Linked DNA regions of Anas platyrhynchos: region 2 is linked to region 1. A link is a contact called in public Hi-C data. All regions are on one chromosome and are shown on one strand. The core of a region is the stretch at or near the end of the contact, and the rest is flanking DNA. Distances in the headings are between cores, read along the strand shown. Region 1 overlaps KIFC3 (kinesin family member C3). Region 2 overlaps CNGB1 (cyclic nucleotide gated channel subunit beta 1).

Region 1 (3,951 bases), core at 1,048-3,547:
TAAATAACTTTACAATAGCTTCCTTCAAGACTGCTAAGACCACACAGCTGCCGCAAAACAGGAGCAGACCTGCGCCTGCTCTTCCCTCCGTCTGGAGCAGCCCGGGGGGGCCAGCATGGGACCCCAGCAGTTTGGTGCACGCACGGCCCTTTGTGCAAAAACAGGGCTTGAAACCGATGGGGAAAGGAGTTGCTGGGCTTCTTCTGGCTTCAAAGATCAGAAGTGCTGCTCCAGAAGATGCTGGGTGGGTGCCTGGCCGTAACATGAAGCAGGGTAGAACCTTGTTTCTGGGAGGCCCAGCACCGCCAGGCGCACCCCGTGCCTCATTCTGTACCTCAGGACTGTGCCAGGCTCCCATAGCAGCAGCATCCCAGCTCAGCTCCAGCTTGTCTGCAGTTCTGATCCCTCCAGCCAGATCCCACAACTGTCCTAAAAAAGCTGGAGAGGTGGAGGGAGCACCCAGCAGCTTCCCACTCCCCATCCTGGCTAAAAGCATCCATCCAGCAAGAAAGAAGCCACAGAGCTGCGTGTCTCACGGGAAGAGGTGCCGCAGCAGGAAGGGATGCCACTACCCCCGGTCACGGATCCTGGTGGGTCTGGGGCACTGAGGTGGGCGAGGGGAGCGCACCAAAGCCTTCACCCTCTCCAGCAAGCAGCCCAGTCTTGGAGCGGGCCTGGTGCTAGAAGCCAGCACCTGTCACACAGGGACTGGCCTCAGCTTCCCTGGGGGGGGAGACAGACACGCGAGGGTCACGCCAGGCCAAGGCCGTGGCCATCACAGCCCAAGCCCAAGCCCTCGCCAGCGGTGTTTTGGCAGGCCCCGCGTGAGCTGGTCCCGCGAGCATCCCTGCAAGTGGTGCAGCCCAGCACACCTGCCCTTGCTGGTAAGCCAGGCCGAAGCAGAGCCCTCCACCGGCTCCCAGCCGCATACACTCACCTGGCAGCCACAGCTGCCCCTAATTCAGGCTGAAATTGAAGGGAAGAGAGGGTCAAGCTGGGGGCACTGCTGCTGCCCCACAATGTCACTGCCCCGGATGTCCCACATGCAGCCAGAGCTGCCCGCAGAGGCTTTGCAACCCTGCATTGCCCTGTGCCGTGACAGGGTGCTCTTGGGGAAGTCCAAACCAGCTAATTAGCCATCAGTTAACGAGCTGATTGCAGATCAGCTAGCTCCACTACTCAGGTTTTGACTGCCAGCAGCTGGCTGGGACGAGGCTGGTGGTGGGAGCCTCCTGTGCCAGAGGGATGCTGGTCAGGAGCAGCAGGGACACGGAGCGGGGGCCGTGATGCCCCCCAGCACCCACCTGAGGTCTGGAGCTTCCTGCGGATGGAGGTAGCACGGCCACTGGGTGGTCCTGGGCTGGGCGACGCGTGGCCCCGGCTGGAGGATACTGCGGTCCCCGGCACGTCCCCCTGGGGAAAAGACGAGATGTGGCCGTCAGTCAGCTCGTGCTTCGGGGACAGCCGGAGAGGAAGGGTGCCAGCAGCACCTTGGTTACCTCCAGCTGCTCCTGGCTGGGCCAGGACGCCAGCTCAGCCTTGCGTGAGATGGGGCCGAGCTCCACGGAGCGAACCCTCTCGGCGAACTTCAGGGAACACAGCGTCTCGCTGGTGTTCTTCTCGGCGGGGGAGACCTGCAGCCAGCAGGAGCAGCAGCGTGTCAGCCCACCAGCCACCACCCCCCTCCCAGGCTCTCCTGCCCCAGCTCTCGAGCACGGCAAATGCCACAAATGTTGGGGTCATGCTATTATTAACCTGCCGCTCCTGAGACAGCCCTGTGCGTCTGCACCCGAGCTATCATCTGAGCCAGACAGATATCCCTGTCACCAACTGCCCCTGCTTTAGGGATAGCCAAGGAAACTACAGCAGTTTGTGCATCCCCCCACAGTGCTTGGTGCGGCAGGCCCTGGTACCCAGCCCCTACCTGCACCATCATGAGGGTCTTGCTGTCCCCGCTGAGCGAGTCCTGCAGCAGGTAGGTCAGCTTGGAGTTGCGGAAGGGCACGTGGCCCTGCCGGGAGCGCAGGGCGTAGATCACGTCCCCCAGTGCTGATAGCGACTTGTTGATGTACTGCGCCTCGCGGAGCCGGCTGCCCTCTGCGCCCGACCGCCCGACGCGCTCCGAGCCCGCCAGGTCCACCAGGTTCAGCTTCCCTGGGAGCACAGAGCCACACCACAGCTTTTGGCAGTGCTGCCAGCCCCCGTCCAGACGCTCTGGCGATGGGTCCAGCACCCACCTGTGGTGCGCAGCCCCGTGCTGCGGTCCAGGCCGTGGACAGTGACGATGAGCAGGGCGTGAGAGCGGGAGCTGTGCTCGTTCAGGTTGGTGCACTCTGTCACCCGCTTGACATGGCCAAACTCAAAGACCTTGGGGCAGAGAGGCGGTCAGGCCAGGCCTGCCCCAAGCCCCTCACAGCCCCTGCCCCTGTATCCAGAGAGCTCTGAAAGGTGCCCAGGTCCATCAGGGTGATGAATGCTGTCCGGCCTCAACCCCAGTGATGCATTGGAGGCAGGTGGTGAATGGCAGCCAGGACAAACCAGTGGTGGTTGGTATCCCGCTAATCCCCCCCCCAGCCACCCAGGCCGCAAACATATTTATTTTTAACACCCCTGCAACTCATGGAAAGCACTGCTGCTCGTCTCATGGCAGGGTGTCGGCTGTATCCCACCCAGGGGTCTATTCTGGGCTCTCACTCCCCAGCACTTCGGAAATGCTTCTGAACCTGGGGTAACATCAGAGAGACCCCGGCAGGGCTTCCAGCTCCCTCCTGGTGTTGCTGTGAACCCAGAGGCAAACGCTAGCATGCCCTGAAGCCCTCCTAAGGGGGGGCTGCACAGTAACTCGGTGCCACCCTCCCGCTCCCCTCACCTTGTTGATGTCCTCCACGCTCTGCACCCTGAACTCGGTCAGCCCGGGCACATAGAGCTGCCCGCTGCCGTCGGGGCACAGCTTGATCTCCAGCTTCTCCTGGGGCTCCTTCCCCAGCAGGTCCCTGGAAAGGAGCACCCGTTACTGCCCCGCAGGCACGTGTCACCCCCCACACCCTGCTGTGTGCCATGCTGCCTGTGCACCTGCACTGCCAGTGCCCCCAGTACCCTGCTCCAGCTCTGCGGGAGCCACTTCCTCCCAGGATATTTCACAGCCTATTTACAGACCTCATCCCTCCCCATCCCCGCTGCTTTCCTGTGCACCCGCCAGGTATGTGACAAGGAGCAGATGTGCGCTTGGGGCATCTTTGCTAGGGCCTCTGCTGGTCCCTGAGAGCAGCGGCTGCTGCCATCCCCCCCCCGCAGCTCCCAGCTGCCTCCCACTGCCAGCATCCAGGCAGGGCCGCGGGCAGGGAAGGAAAATGTTTCTCATTCTCTCAGCTCCCAGCGTGCAGCTTCTAAATATAACAGCCAGAGGCTGGGGAGCCAGGGGCACAGGGGAGGCGTTTCAAACCCGCCAGAGGAAGACAAGGCAGGAGTCAGAGCCAGAGGGAGCCCATATAAGCAGAAGGAGCTCAAGGGAGGAGGGAGCTGGGAGTGGTCCCAGACAAGCTCTTTGAACGAGCGGCATGCGCTGGGGAAAATAAATAAATAAATAAAAATCCTTACATGGCCAAACCCAGGGCCTAAGGCCCTGAGACTGAGATGCAAGAGCTGGCTCCCAAGTGCCGTGCCCGTGCCCCGTGGAGGTAAAAAACAGAGCAGCACGGCACCCCCCAGCAGAAAGCGTTCAGCTGCCCCAGCTCCCGGCGTACCTGAGCGCCTCGTTGTAAATCTCAGCCACGCTGACGGTGATGGCGTAGTCCCAGTCGGATGCCTTGCTCCGCACCTCAGAGAAGAGCAGCTGCAGGGCCCGCTGGTTGATCCCCGGGTTTGCAGAGGTTCCCTGATAAACGGGCAAGAAAGGGGGGGAAGAAATAACCCGTTGTGTTGTTGTTTTTTTTTTTTTTTTTCCTGTTGCAG
Region 2 (3,951 bases), core at 1,008-3,507, 34 kb after region 1:
TTTCAGCAACACTTACACTTTTAGAAATAGCCATGGGAAAAAAGAAGTGTGAGCAAATTGTTGGCATAGGACCCTAGAGATGTCAAGTGAATTCTTGATCCATTGGTCTTGTGCACTCCTTTGGATGTTATACCTAGAGGTAGGTACACATATGTGTATCACACAAAATAACCATACAGCCACAAAATTGGCATGGTAAGCTGAGTGCTGCAAAGGTGGGAAACACCAGCACTGAGGCTGGGAGGCTGACAGTCACTTTCCCCTCCTACACCTCACGCTAAGCCTTTAATGGACTTGCACAATCCTTTTTTTTTCAGCCAACTCTTATTTACTGCACAGGAGAATGGTGCTAAATTAATTAAATGTTATTTGGTACTTTATTTTGCCTGTGTTGTGGAACACACAGCTGTGGGCGTTAATCACTAGGCAGCAATCTTTGGCAGCAAATATGAGCCAAGTACTCATATGGGAACACACGCAGTGCTCTCTTCTCCCCATGGCATCCCTGTTCCCTAGCACTAGGCTCACAATTTTTCAGCCTCTTCAACACACCGTTTCCTTCAGCCTCAGCCCAGCCACAGCCTCCTCATCTTGAGCACACTGTAATGCTGCACATCCCATCCCTCTTGTCCCTGTCATTCTCGCTGGTGCCACATCTTCTCCTGGGACTCCCCAGGCCTTTCCTCAGAGATTTTTATGAACCCAGCAGCATCCAACCATCTCCTTTCTTGCTCCCATTCATCACAGTGTGCCGTACTACATGGGAACCTGAGCCTTGGCTTGTACCTGTTTCCTTCCCCATCATAGACCCAGGTGGTAGAGCCCAGTCCTTCATAGGCCGATGCCCAGTAATAGAGGCAGGAGTTCACATGCAAGCTGTACAGTAAATAGGCAGTAGTCCGAATCACTCTGCAAAGAAAAAAAATATAAAAGAAATAAATGCACCCCTCTGTGCCTGCCCAGGTGAGGAAAAGGCCAGCCAGGAGCATCACCACTGCCTGTGTCAGCAAGTACAGTGACATGGGGAAGTAAGCTGGAAAGCCAGAACTGGTGTGCACCAAAGCGAACCTCTTTCCTCGGTAATAAATAGCAATGAGTATCTCCCCGCCCCATGAACGATTCCTCAGCTGCTCACCTGTAGATGTATGCCTTGCTCAGGATGGCCTCAAGGCGGTTGTTGAACTCGAAGAAGGCCATGTACTGGGAGGAGAAGGAAAGCAGTGTGCTCCAGTGTGCCACGGCTTCCCAAGGAGCCAGCAAGCAGGGCACGTCCCTGCTCCAAGCCCTCTCACAGCCAAGCTCCCCGGCTGGCCCCCAGCCTCACTCCTGCAGCATGAACGGCCACGGGCAGACAGCCCCATCTGCACATGCCCTTCTAATAAAATGTAGGAATAATAAGGTTGAAATATTGACCGACAGCCCCTCAAGGGCTTTGGTCATCGTCCTGTCATTATTCTGGCAAGCCACAGCCACGCAAACCAACGAGGGACCCTTCTGTGTCCCTTTGGCACGGGGGGCTGCGTGGGTCTGCCCGCTCCCACTCACCTTCAGGCAGCGGGGAAAACGCAGCAGCGGGTTGACACCGACTTTGAAGTAGAAGAAATCCAGGGGAAGGAGGCATACCACATCCATCTGAAACCCACACAGAGAGAGAAACCTCTGCAGAACCTGCAGGCCCAGCGGGGTGGAACTGCAAGCCATGTCGTGGATCAAAGACGCAAAGTAATAAAGGAAATTATGCCAGACCTTAAAGCGCTGTGAATGCAGGTAGTTCTCCTTCATGGCCTTTTTGTCACTCTGGTTAGGAATTGCAGGGGAATAGCAAAAGAGAGAGAGAAAGAGAGAGGTTGATTATTGCTTGCAGAGAGCAAAGTCACCACCAACCCAGTCATGTATGGCCTTCCCCTTCTGTGCCACAACCGGGAACCTGCTCCCACTGTGCTGGGGAGCAGAGCAAGAGGAGCAGCAGACCTGGTTGTAGGCCAACTTCCCACCCTTGCCCAGGATATCCCTTGCTCATTTTGTGCCCTGGAGGAAGCACACTGCAGCGGCAGCACCACAAAAGTCAGAGTTCACAGGAGAAGCCTCCCCGTCTGAGCACGAGCAGCAGGAAGGCTGTATCCCCAAGGTTTTATTTTTCACAGATTATTTAATTGCCTGTGGAAACGAAACCAAAGGTTTTCACTTATCTCAGACTCATGAGCTATGCATTCAGATGGCAATCACCTCTGTCCTACTGCTAATGAATTCTGCCTAGCGGTGCTCCAGGAAACAAACCCTGAGTTTGTTCTGCTGTCAGCGGGTGCAGGCTGCCAGCTGTGCCAGGGCTGGACGGCGCGCTCACCGCCCCGCTGGCAGCACTGCCCCGAGGAGCAGCACCCTCACATCCTGGCCTGGGAACCACCACGGACCTGCACTTTCTAATGGCCTGATACTGATTTTGTAGGGAAAATACATATGTCTGGGAGACAAACAGACTGCCACCTTATCCCCGGCAGGAAAGGTGTCTGCAGTCCTCCCAGAGTGCACCCAGCCGTAGTGGGAAGATGAAGAGCAAATCCTAGCTGTGGTGGTAGAGCTGCTGGTTTGCCTGGAGCCTGATCCAGACACCAACAGCCACTGGGGGTGTTGGGGCTGGGATGTCCCCACAGCCGTGTCAGCTCAGTGGGATGCAATGCACGCTGCCACTCACTATTATGTCTCCCCCCCGCACAAACTGCAGGCGGGTCTGAAAAACGATGATGTCCAGCAGGTAGATGAGGTCACAGAGGTAGTCCACGAGCAGCCAGAAGTGGATGTTGGATGGCGTCTGGTAGGGGAAAGCCCAGCGGACGGGGATCAGCCAGCAGTTCCAGTTCCAGGCCAGGACAACGAAGAAGAGCCACAGCACATACATCAGGTCTGTGCACAGGGAAACACACCCTGACGAGCTGGCCACACACCTCCCGGTTATGCAAACCTACTATATGAGGGGATTTCACCCCTTGCCTGCCCCCAGCACAAGGGTGAAACCTGCAGGAGACTACAGGTTCTTCTCCTGATAGCATCTGGTGGCAAGTGGCAAGCAGGGGCCAGCAGAAGGATGGGTGAGCTGGGCTCTAGGTGCAAAGGTAATGCTGTCTGCTGCAGAGCACATTGCTTTTTATCAGAAAGCCTCTTCTAACTTGGCTGATTCAGTCACAGTTGGTTTTGCTTTGCTCCCACAATACTAACTTTATTTTTTTTTTTAATCTAAGGAAGGAGCTGGGCTCCCCTGCCGAGTTCAGCGTTTGCCCTCTATGAAGACTGAGCAGCAGAAAAACGCTGTTCCTTCTCCACCTGGTGGTGCTGCCGGCACTCGCAGCCATCAGAGAACATTTAGGAAAGCCCGTGGATTTCACACAGGAGTTTAGAGCTAGCTTACACGTAAACTGAGCTGTAGAATCATTGAATGGGTTCGGTTGGGAGGGACCTTAAAGAGCATCTTGGCCCATGGGCAGGGACACCTCCCACCAGACCAGCTTCCCCAAAGCCCCATCCAACCTGGCCTTGAACATTTCCAGGGATGGGGCAGCCACAGCTTCTCTGGGCAGCCCGTGCCAGTGCTCTCCGCGGCATCCCAGAGCTGGTGCTGTCCCCTGCTCCCCTCCATCCCCTCCCCATCCCACCCAGGGTTCTCCCAGCCCTTCCGCGCTCGTCTCTCACTGGTGAGCGGGTCGATGCTGCTGGGGAACTGGTAGCTCTTCAGGCGGGCCATCCAGGGCTGGCACTTGAAGGTGCAGCACAGCATCTCGCAGTAGTGTTCATCATCTGCTGCCTTGTCCCCTGGCGGTGCTTCTGCCGGGGGGGGCGGTGGTGGTGCTGCGGGCGCTGGCTTGGAAGGGGCTGGGAGAGGCCACACGATTATTTTAAACAGCAGAAATTCTTCTCAGGGCAATTTGGTTTAAGACAATGCCTTTACAGATCATGTCT

The links. A called contact is a pair of places that touch in the nucleus more often than the background predicts.
Region 2: a contact with region 1 is called in a Hi-C map of liver, with 2.6 times the contacts expected there. The contact joins two enhancer-like sites. A contact is called at or near these places in 3 of 8 Hi-C or Micro-C datasets (liver, skeletal muscle and subcutaneous adipose tissue).

Annotation. Positions count from the first base shown.
Region 1 is chr12:11,267,019-11,270,969 of IASCAAS_PekinDuck_T2T, forward strand. KIFC3 (kinesin family member C3) reads right to left here. Exons shown (of 20, transcript XM_072043683.1): 14 at 3,744-3,874; 15 at 2,870-2,993; 16 at 2,238-2,367; 17 at 1,925-2,154; 18 at 1,500-1,634; 19 at 1,305-1,413; 20 at 1-723. The coding sequence ends at 698. Among named protein-coding and RNA genes, the nearest start is that of KIFC3, 15 kb to the right of the region's middle. Within about 2 kb of position 2,298, at least 2 of the 8 cell types and tissues checked have an H3K27ac peak or open chromatin away from gene starts, as enhancers often do.
Region 2 is chr12:11,300,599-11,304,549 of IASCAAS_PekinDuck_T2T, forward strand. It overlaps CNGB1 (cyclic nucleotide gated channel subunit beta 1), which reads right to left. Exons shown (of 32, transcript XM_072043826.1): 19 at 3,685-3,864; 20 at 2,693-2,901; 21 at 1,747-1,797; 22 at 1,546-1,632; 23 at 1,136-1,200; 24 at 787-909. Among named protein-coding and RNA genes, the nearest start is that of KIFC3, 19 kb to the left of the region's middle. Within about 2 kb of position 2,258, at least 1 of the 8 cell types and tissues checked has an H3K27ac peak or open chromatin away from gene starts, as enhancers often do.